2 separate regions of the Oryzias latipes genome follow, and region 2 is linked to region 1. Evidence: chromatin contacts called from public Hi-C data. All regions are on one chromosome and are shown on one strand. Each heading gives the region's core, a stretch centred on a gene start, on an enhancer-like site or on the middle of the called end of the contact. The rest is flanking DNA. Distances are from core to core; before and after follow the strand shown.

Region 1 (6,031 bases), core at 2,013-4,512:
AAAGCCATTGAAGCCTCTCAGCAGTAAACAATCTTCTTAGCTAAAGTGCATTTGCATTGCATCTTCACAATGGCACACAAAAACGTGTATGCAGTCACATTTGATGAGGGAGTGTTTAGGATCAACCCACTGGAGAGTTCACCGTCCTCCCCAAGAATCCTTTCTTACTGGTGGAACCAGGAATCAAACCACCCAACCTACGTCTAAGATGACATCCACTATATCCCCCAAGCAACAACCATCCTCCTGCATGGGGATTGACTTTCTTTGTCCTCTTCCGTTGACACAAACATGTGACGCTGCGAGTAAAAAGTCCTCCTGCTCATTCTGGCAGAAGTGAAACATTATGGTTGAGGCACAGACACCTGCTGTGAAAAACAACAGTCATTTGGTTCTTTAAACGGTTAAGGATTGAAATATTTTTCTATCCAACAACCAGACTGAACAGACGTTTGCACAGGAATTCCTGTTCATGAGGAGGTATAGTATTTCATAGATGCCCCATCTTTCTTTCTGTTCTTTACCTTGATTGAGATAGAAACCAAATTTCCTGCAGGAAAAAATCTCCGACCTGATAAACCACTTATGCACACGTTGGCACCAATGTGCAGAACATTTTAAGGTTCTGTTGAAACAAACAGACCTTTTATTCTGTTTGCTTTGCATCCCTTTTCACAAGAAAGGACCTTTGCTGAATGCTGGTGCACATTTTTACGATGCACACCTCAGCTCACATGTGGAGCATCAAGCTCCTCCTCCATCAGAGAAGAGATCCTGAATTCATCTCTGCTTTATTTTGCGTGCTTCACTAAAGACAAACCCAATTTATGCTGTGCTGTAGCCCAAAATAAGATGCAAAATGCTTCTCATTGCTCTGCTTTAGTTTAATGTTCGCTCCACCTCCTGCAGGATGAATGCAGGAATGTGAGGTACAGAGGAGGAGACAGAAAAGGAAGAGGAGGAGGTGGATGTGTGCTGCAGCTCTGCTGAATTTGCTCACATGTGTGAAAGAAGAAATTATTTTAGGACTCTTGTGTGGGAGTACACAGATTTAACACACACACACACACAAATACACACATACACTGGAGAAGAGAACTCACAATTACACATGATTCTGACCTACCTTCATTGAATGTTTTCCCCTTTAGCTTCAATGCTTTTTTATACCTGAATTCTTGAAATACATTAAACTGCACACATGCGCTTGGATTTCTTTCTACACACACATCTAAATGTCTGAGAGAGCAAAAGAACAGGCAGAAAAAAGAGAAAAGCCCTCAGCAGCACATGAACAACAAAATGTGTACCTTGTTGTGTCATACTGTGTAAGCATTGTCACTGTGTTGTTATGTAGTAAAAACTGTTGTCATGGTAATAAGCTCAATGCCATGCTCATGTGTCAAAAGGGATTTATACTGGGCTGACACTATTTCCAGGTCCTGCATGTGTGTCTTTGTGTACAAATGCGTGTGGGTGTGAAAGTGCATGTGTGTGTCTGAGTGTGTGTTGAGAAGAGCAGAATGGGAGGTCTGTGGGGAAAAAAAACTTCATGTTGTTTCAACCAAGACAAAAAGCAAAACCTGAAAAGTGAAAGTTGTGAAACTGAAAAACCGGACGATGATGGGATACTCAAACCTGGGGGGGTGGGGGTGGGGGGCACGACTTAAGGTAAAGAAAATGTAAACAAACTTCACACATTCCCTGGAAAAGTTGGATGATGGATACACCCAGACCCCACCACATCCCACCCCGATTCCGCCTCTCTGATCACAAATCAGTCGGTAATGAGATGACACTGAAGTGAAAGTGAAAGTGGTTCCTGTAATAGTAGAACGACAGACGGAAAGCCCCAAACACTTTCTATCGTCATCATCCAAATAACATGTTCATGCGACCTACTTAGCTGCTTTTGCCAGAACTTTAGTGCCGCACAGTCCTCCCTCTCCCATTTCCTCCTGTTTTTGTTGTCCAAACCCCCCCCCCCCACCTCCCAACCCCGACCCCTGACACACCTCATAACCAAGCCAGCTCAAAGCTACTGATGATTATTTTCATTGGTCTCCTCTCTATTTGTCCAGCTTTGACATCTGTCAGCTCAAAGGCTGAGCCATGTGCTGTCTATTATCTGGAAATGATCCTGGAAATGACCCGGCTAGCCTTCAGGCCTAACTGACAGCAGAGAGGTCGGACTTAGATCAGATTAGCTGATGCTCTGTTCATTTTTTTGTGTTTTACATCAACCGTATGGTGGAGGAGACTGAAACATCCATGAACTCTCAGCACATTTGGTCTGTGCTGATGCGCTCCTCAGCCTTCTGTGTCTTCACACACTTCCACTTCTTTACCTTCCAGCCAGACTTGTGATGCTCATCCATAGGCTGACAACCACCAAACAATGGACTCTTTGGGAGAGCGTGCTCAGCATCCACGAATACACTAAGCTTCATTGACTGTTGCAGGATAAAGGGAGAATGGGGGGAGGGGGGGTCCACTGAGAATCTGCTGAAGTAAGAAATAAATGACGACTATCGTGGGATGAAAGGCGCTGGGCAGGTAACCCTGAGATCATAGGATCAAAGAGTGTTAGTGGGTCAGGGCAACAGGAAGGCCCCCTGAGGCTGCCCCACATGACCCAGTGAGAGCTGAGGATTCTCCAATTTGAGCCGAATCAGAAGGGAACTTGCTGGTTCAAGTTCCACTTTTAGACTTCATGTGAGTTCTTGACAAATGTCTTGTTATAGAAAACACACATTCAGCCTTAAACAACTGACAAGATCAACCCGCACACACCTGACAATAAACTGCTCTCCTCTCTATAATCGCCTTGACAACCATCAGCTGTTACCTTTGCACACATGACATCATACTTTCAGCTCCTCTTGTAAACCAGTGAAAACCCATCCTGGAAAGCACCTTCTTTTTCACGTGCGAGAGCGAGGTGGTTTCCCCAGGAGGAACCTGAATGCCCCTCATTATGTAACCGTGCTGCGTAGCCTGACAGACAGGAGAAATGAGAAACGAAAGCCACCGTACATCAGAACCCAGAGTTCCAGTTCCATGCATAACACAGAGGTGCAGAACCCAGAGTTCCAGTTCCATGCATGACACAGAGGTGTAGAACCCAGAGTTGATTCTTTCTCTCCTGCCACACCTTTCTCTATCATTCATGGGTCTGATTCCCCCCACCCCAAACTGTCTCTGAGACACAGACACAGACACAGACTACCCCCCCCTTTGCTTCAGCTGACGCCGTCACACCGTGACCATGGGTGGAGGAGGTGGCAGAGCCTTTCTTTCTTTGAGCCTCTCGTGTGCTGCTGTGACCCCTCTTCCTGTGAGGTCAACGTGTGCAGCTCATCGTGCACGGAAACGTGTGCATGTGGAGGAGATCCTCCGGCCTCAGTCACGGTGCTGGGGCTGAGGAGAGAAGAAAGGGACGCTTGATACCACACTTAACCCTGATGACACTTCTCCTGCTGCCATGCACCCCCCTCAGCACCCAGCTACCTCAGGCCTCGTGAAGAAGCCCATTCACAGGAGAAGATGGCTTGAGGAGACGGGAGAGCCTGCGTGCCTGGCATCCCTGAGCACACAGAGGACACATTATCATGACGTTAACATGGCCAGCTGGATGGATGCAGCCTAATTCTTGAATGAGGAAGTGTTGTTTTCTCCATGAAACAACAAAAGAGAGGCTGAAGAAAAACTCTAGAGGCTAAACGTAAGGGCAGCACATCTCAGGCACTGAACAGTAACATGGATTAACCCTTAAGTCAGGTCCTGGAGAGTCAATGATGTGCAATAGATTCTGGGGTCTGAATGATTTGCCTCTGGTGATGAAACCATGAAATCTACGATTAAGCATTTAATCAAGAAAAAATGTCCTGCCATGAGCTGTAGATGAAAAACACAAGAAAGACCCAAACACATCAGACAGTCAGACACAAACAAAATACATTTCCAAAAAAAAGGCTTAGCTGACAGCTAAACACAGATTCTCAGCCTCAAACAGGCAATTAACTCAAAAAAACTTCTCTGAGCCTTGATTCAAACTTTTCTGTCATGAATATATTTATAAAAATCATGAAAACATTCAACCTGAGAGAGTGATCACAATTTTCTGTTTTTTTATTCCTTCAAAGATTCTCTTTTTTAAATAATAAAATAAAAATATTGAAAGTTTTGGAAAAAAAGACCCTGATGAGGACTAAACTTGCCTTTGCAGGACCTTTGCAGCTGATTTAGTTACAGCCCATGTGTTAAATCAGACATGTCCTTTTCCTGCATACATGCAGAATTAAATGAAGGTGATTAACTGAGCGTTGGGCAGTAATAGGTTTGTTCATCAGGCTGTAGAGCATCACTACCTTTTTTAGATAGTTTTTTAGCTTTATTTGAAGACTGAAGTTAATGAGGGCCACTGTTGGCTGCTGACACACATTTCACCGTTCCCTAAGTCTTGCTAAATCAATTACACTGATTGGCTGCAGTTAAATCAGTTTGGATTTCTGAACACTGAAGTCTTTTCTGGGCGTAACTTAAATTTGTAGCATGAGTGGCTGTGTTAAAGGTGAAGCGTGGAGGAAGAAGATCAGATGGAATGTGCATGATCATCACATTGACATATTTCGCTCCTGGCATGTTGTTGACAGCCAAAGATAAACAACAAATCCACTCATAGAGATGGCTCCACACAGTGTCAGCCCAGCACAGGGCTGGCCTCCCCGTTATGGGCGTCTCACAGACCGGACAACGGCGCAGAGCTTCATTCTCTGTTGTTGTTATGACAGACCTTTTGACTGACGTTTAGATGGTTTCAGACGGGGATGAGTGTGCTGCGTCTGCAGACTGAACTTTTCACCTGAACCTTCAGTAGCAGTTCATGTGCTGGATCATTGCATCCGTTATGCAGGTTGCAGTTTTTCCAGAGGAACTGTGAGCGTGATGTCAGGGCTGTTCATTGTAACATTCTCTGATAATTGGCATGTAAACCAGTTACCTTAAATACTCTAGAGTTGTGTCTGTTTGGGTTCAGATGAAGATTTGTGGTTTTCTTGGTGATGAACACAGATGAAACCAGAAAGGCGGTTCCTGAATTCATGTGTGAGAACTGGAATTGCTGGAATTTTACAAAAAACTTCACTGGATCCCAGCCAGCAAGGCCAAGTGGGCCCCATATGGGTTAAAAGTGGGCAGAAAATGTGGACCCCGAATGGGTTTGTCTGCATTTTCCGTGATGGCCCCACCTGTGTTTGCCCACATTGGCTTACGCCCGGTGCACAGTGTAGCGAGCTCTGCCAGACCCTGGGCGGCGCCGCTCGCTGTGCTGTCCACCAGGCAGCTGGCTAGCATAGCGCGCCAGCCCACGGAGTGGCCACTTAAGCTAATGTGGGCAAACACAGGTGGGGCCACCACGGCAAATGCAGACAAACCAACTCAGGACCCACATTTTCTGCCCACTGTTAAACCACATGGAGCCCACTTGGCCTTGCTGGCTGGGATGTTTACAAGGCTCATGGGAATACTTCCAAGTTAATTTGCAAAGTGCTTAATCAGCTGGAAAAAGTGGAAAGCATAAGAGAATAATAACAATTAAGGCTAATACGGTGATCTGGAATAAATAAAAGCCTAAATAAAAAAAAAAAACCTGTGTCATTTTCTAGGACATAGTTTCTGCAGAGCAGCAGGAGTTCATCAGAAAATTGCCTCTGAATTGTGGGCGGGGTTGTTGATTTCCCATCAACCCTTTGTTTACACTCTCTCCCTCTAGCATACCCTCACAACCCCAACCTAACATTAGCGGTGTAACAAAGTGGCGATCAATGTCAGATCTATCCAGCCGTAGTTCAGATCCAGATTCCAGCTCAGACGAAGAAAACTAAGACGTTCATGGATCTGTTAGTTTGACAGTGGATGATCACAATGGAGCAGAGCAGGAAGACTTTGGCCCTAGTATTTCAGTTTCTACATCACAACAGAGAGCTTTTTTAAACAGCATCATTCTCATCTGCCCCACAATCAGAATAAA
Region 2 (6,031 bases), core at 1,462-3,961, 71 kb before region 1:
GTGGAAGGATTCAAAGACAAACACCTCAGAAATAAAACAGCAAACTCGGAAGAAAGAAGAAAAGAATAGTCAGATAGACTGCGTGGAGTGAGAAGATGAAGAATGTGATGAAACCAGACAACTTTCATGATTTGTGTTTACTAAAAGGCTCTTTTTTGTCACTGAGGACACAGCAGGTCTCAAAAATACTTTTACTGAAACTTCCTGTGCTCTCATTGAGGAAGTGCTTGCTGCAGGGAGGGCAGGCAGACAGACTTTCATGGACTCTTACTCTGCAGATCAAGCTCACTGTCAATCATGAGGCTTTCTGCTGGTTGTTGCCCTGTTTCAAAAAGTCTTGGTTCCCACTGGAATATTTAAAAAAAAAACAACAGATGATGTGCTGAATCTACAACATTCCAATGTGCCACAAACTATCTTTGCTGTAAATCTGCAGTGAATGGCAGCAGAGTATTTGTTAGTGAAGAGTCTGGATAAATGAATCTTTGTTACAAATAAAGTTTGTCTTTTCAGCTCTGGACAAAGTCCTAAATGTGCTTTCACACGGTCCTGCAGACTGGAACCTGCAGCTGAAACATCTGCATGTTGGGTGAGAGACTTGTTGCCTGAAACAAGCTCCGACTGTGAACACCAAAGAAAACAGGCAGCGATCACAAAAGCAAAAAACATGACTGGATTCAGTCTGTGATCCTGAACTTTATCATTCAGGACATATTACAAGCGATGATGAAAATTCTCATTCATCCACATGATGTCTTGAAGATGAGTCATCATCTTCATCAATCTAACCGATGAAGCCACTCGGATGAGCAGCACAAAGTTTCAAGACGAGAATTCCAGATGCCATAAATCAACTTCCAGATGACATTGCATTATTTTTAACAGCTTTTAATTGTCATCATATTTATTTTGCAACCAGCACAATAGTTTGGTTCTTTTCTGCATCTTCAGGTGAAACTTCTGCCTACATGCAGAGCAAATAGAGATAGGGTTAACTCTAATGTGCCCCGTGCAGCCAACACGCCCATAAACGTGACAAAACAGTTCAAACGAAGACATGAACTTAATTCCAGCAAACGTTTCATATGGTTTCTTTAAAACTGTAATTACTGTCAGTGCAGGTTTACGAAGGACAGGTGTGACAAACAGATCGACTTGTCCTGTGTCCTTACAGGTGATCTTCCACTGCCCTCCAGAGTACTGATCTGCCTCTAATGGGACACTGTGGATGACAAAAGCTGCTCAGAATTATGATTTCTCTGAATGTATCTACAGGATGTCAGGTCTGACAGGCTTCAGCCTTTGTGCTCCTCACTGAACTTTCCACAGCAGCCCCTGTGGTTGCTACATGCACAGGAAATTTGTTTATAGAGCCAGTTTCGGAGGTGTGACCTGCTCTCCGCTGTGCATGATTGCTTTCAACCTGGCATTCTCTCCTTTGCCCTGACCAACTTCAGTTCTCATACTAAATTCTCAGGCAGCCCTTTTCAAATAAAGAATAACAGAGCTGCCAGAATCTACTCTGAAAGAAGAAAATCCTGAGAGCACATTTAGAAGCTGAGCATCGACATAACCAACACCTACCACCCTCCAAACCAATCCCTGCTTCATTATCAGTAAAACAAAAGTGACTCCTTAAGCGTAGGTGGTGTTTGATTGGCCACACATGCTGAAGTAGTTTAGATCACTGAGAGATCATGTTTCTCCAGTTATTAAAAACCCCACGAGTGCCATTTCCTGCAGACTCCAACCTTTCCTGGTACCTCTGCTTTGCTCTGCTGAATTAATTGAGAGAGTGCACTGAGCTTGGTGATTTGATTCAAATGTTTTCCTCTTCTGAAGCACTTGGTGATGACATTAGCTGTGCAGAGTCAAAGTGGCCTCCTCACTGGGAGAAGTGCTGCACGGTGAGACAGTTCATTACTCCTCCTGGTTGTGTTCTTTTGGCGTGGAAGCGATTCGGAGGAGGATGAGCGGAGTGGCACGTGTAGGTTGGGATGCAGGAGTAAGTTACAAAAAAAGTTTGATCAAAGACGGAATACATTGGCACTGACAGAGGAGAAAAAAAGAGTGAGAGGTGGAGTGGTACGAAGGAACGAAAAGCAGAGACAGAAAGATGAAGTGGCTCTTCGGTCTAGCAAGCAATCCACGGTTGCCATGGCAGCCCCGTCTCTTCAGTCTCTGTGGGAACGGCTGAATCCTGTTGCAGCCTGACGTTGGCCCTGGGAGGAAGAGAGGTAGAATGAGAGGAGGAAAAAACAGGGGAGGAAAACAGCAACAGAACGGCGAGTGTGGCCCGGGGCTTTTGGGCTGACCTGGAAAACGTTGGACGTGTGCTCATTCTGTTTCTGTCTTCCTCTCCGGCTCTTTCATTCCCTCTCTTCAGTTTCGTCATCATAAGGCTTAAATTATTAATCATGACACTGACAGTAAAATAGAACGCTCACTGCAACCAAACACCTTTAAACTATGTTCTGATGAAGTGGTCCAGATCGACACCAACTGTGTGTGGTGCTGGCTCTGTGCTGTGACACATGACCACCCCAACCTACTTGTTTGTCCGTTCGCCTGTTTGTTTGTCCATTCATGCAGCATAAGTAGCCGTATTAACAGGCCAACTAGCCAGGAAAACAGATGATCCCTCTGACAGAGCTGCTATTGTTACAGTCAGCTGTAAACAATGCCTGCCTGTTGGTCGCCACAGAGCTCGATTCTCCGCTGCCTTCAGCCGCTGGTCGCTACTCCATCAGCCACGGGGGGCAGGGGGTGCTCAGGCCCTCTATTGTACGCGTGGGATGTGTGTTGATTTATGAAAATACTATAGTGTGGCGTTATGACACAAGCACAGGCCTTTTTTCTGAAGACCACATAATGAATTTGCATTCATTAAAGTGATCGTTTGTTGGTGGTTTTGTGTGTCACTCTGGTGGAAATGCTTCTGTCATTCCATTCAGACGACACCCAGCAGACGGCCTCATCTGGTGGAGAATTTACATATGAAATGAATGTAAAAGCTAATTTAGCACACGTTTTTTAAACCAGACTTGGAATCAATCAGCTTAAATCAGCAGAAAGGAGACTTTAGGACTATTTCTGAGGCTGAGGAGAGACAATAAACAAGTAAATCAGCAAAAGAAATCTTCATTCATATCCACTTAGGTCCATTCAGTTCCTGAACTTGCAGGCTGTTTCAGACAGAACTTCCTGATGTTTTGCTGAGAAACAACATTTTTAGAGCATTTAGGTAACTTTTTAATTACTGCTCTGTTTACTTAGACACTCAGAGAGAGCCTTACACGATTTCTTTATCCTTCGATCTGAAAATGTCATCATGACCGATGGTTATGCTCAAGACAAACCCAGTACACAAAGCCTTAGGGACGACGACTCAGATGGTTTAGTCACAAACACACAGCTGTGATGCTGAAAGTGTCACAATAAAAACACTAAACCTGCCGTAAATAACGATAAGAAACCAAGAAGCCCAGACCAAAACGATGTTGATCTCCACAAAAAGTGTAGCTAAAGACCAAACATCTAATTTATAACATCCAGTTTGAAACGTTTAACCTGTAAAGTTTGGTAAGTAGTAATAATTATGGATTTTTGCACAAAGATTCTGAAAGAATCAGTAGAGAATCCCAAACTCTTGAATCGTTACACACTTAAGTGAGCAAATAGGGGGAGGGCAAAAAATAAACAATTCACAGGTCGTCTTACTCAAAATGAGAAATTTGGTCTCTGACGTTCATCTTAGGAACATTTCATCTGTTAAAGACAGAAAGAATAAAATGCATGCAGGAAATCACAGATTTTTAAAGAATTGATTTGTGTAGTGGAGCAGAAATAAGGATTTACAATTAATCAAGAATTCTGTATCTCACCTGTTATCCTCCACTCACTTCCTGTGTTAACGTCACCTGTTGGAACTGGTCATCTGTATAAAGACACCCGGCCACACCCTTAAACAGTCAGACTGAACCTCTCCACCATGACATGCATGCGGCTCTTTTGCGCTGCCCTAGTGGTTCCTGGAGCATTTTCAAAAATGTTTGAAAATGTAAAAAGATGGGGGAGAGAAATATATTTTTAGTTTTAATAGGGTTTCTATAGGAGGAAAAACAAGACACAAACATTCTTAACGTTTTCCAATGCTGTAAGAATGTGTAGAATAAACATTGTAACGCCCAGCAGGTACGTCACTTGCAGAGGACGATACGGGAGCCAAGCTGTCAAAAATATTGAACCGTCAATCAACTGGCTGCGCTAGAGAACTGTCCGTGTCTCATTCAGCACACGACTCCGAACTGTCTCGGAGAGGTGGAGGCAAAAAGAGAAGCTGAGCGCGCGCCCTCTTTCCGGCCTATCAAGCCCATTTATTTTGAACATACACCACATTGAACATTGTACAGGCGTCATCAACCTCTCTCCCTTCTACACTCATGGTGCAACACAAAGAAACAACATAAGAGGAAGAATGAACTAAGGTGGAACAACAAAACTGCCGCATGAAAAGAAAAGTGGGCAAACAGAAACGCTCATGCTGAGCCCTAATAAGATCATCATCCCACATCCCACAATCCCCTGCTGCTAACAGACCTGAACTGCACAATACCGCCTCAACAATTTCAACATTTCTGTCAACGAAAATTTGCGTCATAGTCTGCGTCACACGTTTCTACCAGCAGGGCTTTTTTAAATTTTTTTTATTTATTTTTACTTTTAGCGGACCGCTAAGCAGGTGGCTGATGTAAATGAACCACCGTCAGTTCCGTGCATTGCTTGATGAAGTTGAAAGCGAATATTCTGATCTCCTGCTACACAGTCCGATGGCTGTCCAGGGGTGACGTTTTGCGTCACTTTGTCGTCTGTTTAGAACACGTGAAAACATTCCTGAAAAGCAAAGACCTGAACTACCCGCAACTGGAAGATACTGTGGCTGAAAAAGCTGCACTTTTTGGTGGATATGACTGTGACAAACACCTAAACGAGCTGAATGAAAGTCTGCAGGCGCCGCAAATGCTTGAAGCTGTTCTGTCATTCCAGCGCAAGCTGACTGTCATGGGGCACGCGCGTTCCATTTTATTGTTTTTTTGTTCAAATCCTCAAAATAAAAATGACATCAAAAATCGGATTTCTTTATTACATTTCTTTAATTTTATCAAAGCATTGAAACATAATTCATTGATATTATAATGAAGTCAAACTTGCACAACAGAGCAGTCACGTGACGCGTCGTTCTCCGCAGAATGCACTGCAGGGCAAATAAACATTTAATCGTATTTGTAGCAACTTAGTCATTTTGATAGTAGGCTAATATAGATGCATATTACATGTGTTGTCTTCATTATAAGGCTTAAATAGGGATTTTAATATTTTGCGGCTCCAGACATATTTGTTTTTTCTTTTTTTCGTCCAATTTGGCTCTTTCAACATTTTGGGTTGCCGACCCCTTACATAGACCAAAGAGCTGTCGAAGGACGCCAGAGAAAAGACTGTAGATCTAAACAAGACTGTTGAAAACCAACATCACAAATGTTGATCATGTTTATTAAAAAGAACCAGGAAACCTTCTGATTTTGGATTACAGAATTCTTTATAAACTCCATTTTTCCTACCAGGTTAGAGAGGCTCAGAGGCTTTGGCATAACTGACTACCAGGTGAGGGGGGAGCAGCATCCACAGAGAAGCCCCCTACCAGGTGACTTGACCTGTTTTTGTTCTTGTCGTTAACAGACAGCATCAGGCTGTCAGGAAGCATTTCCAAGTTTTAGGATTAGTCAGAAACTACAGTCTGAAATCCCTCTAAATGACATGTTCCAGGGTAGACAATACTGATTATCTACTTCCTCATCTCAAAGTGGACTTGGAATTAATAAACACTGATTCCAAGCTTTTAGTTTGATGTGTTCAGTATCTTCTGAGCATCCTCACCCTGATCACTGGACGCTACATCTTTGCCTGAGCTGCCTGACAGAATAGCTTAGAGGTTGTTGTGGTTTTCCTTAAAATAGGAACTTTGTGTATGAAG

What was found. A called contact is a pair of places that touch in the nucleus more often than the background predicts.
Region 2: a contact with region 1 is called in a Hi-C map of embryo, with 2.0 times the contacts expected there. The contact joins two enhancer-like sites. A contact is called at or near these places in 2 of 5 Hi-C or Micro-C datasets (both in embryo).

Annotation. Positions count from the first base shown.
Region 1 is chr11:26,666,797-26,672,827 of ASM223467v1, reverse strand. No RefSeq gene overlaps it. Among protein-coding and RNA genes, the nearest start is that of LOC101173561, 4.0 kb to the right of the region's middle. Within about 2 kb of position 3,262, at least 3 of the 8 cell types and tissues checked have an H3K27ac peak or open chromatin away from gene starts, as enhancers often do. A contact at or near this core is called in embryo, where this site is marked.
Region 2 is chr11:26,737,396-26,743,426 of ASM223467v1, reverse strand. No RefSeq gene overlaps it. Among protein-coding and RNA genes, the nearest start is that of LOC105355165, 30 kb to the left of the region's middle. Within about 2 kb of position 2,711, at least 2 of the 8 cell types and tissues checked have an H3K27ac peak or open chromatin away from gene starts, as enhancers often do. A contact at or near this core is called in embryo, where this site is marked.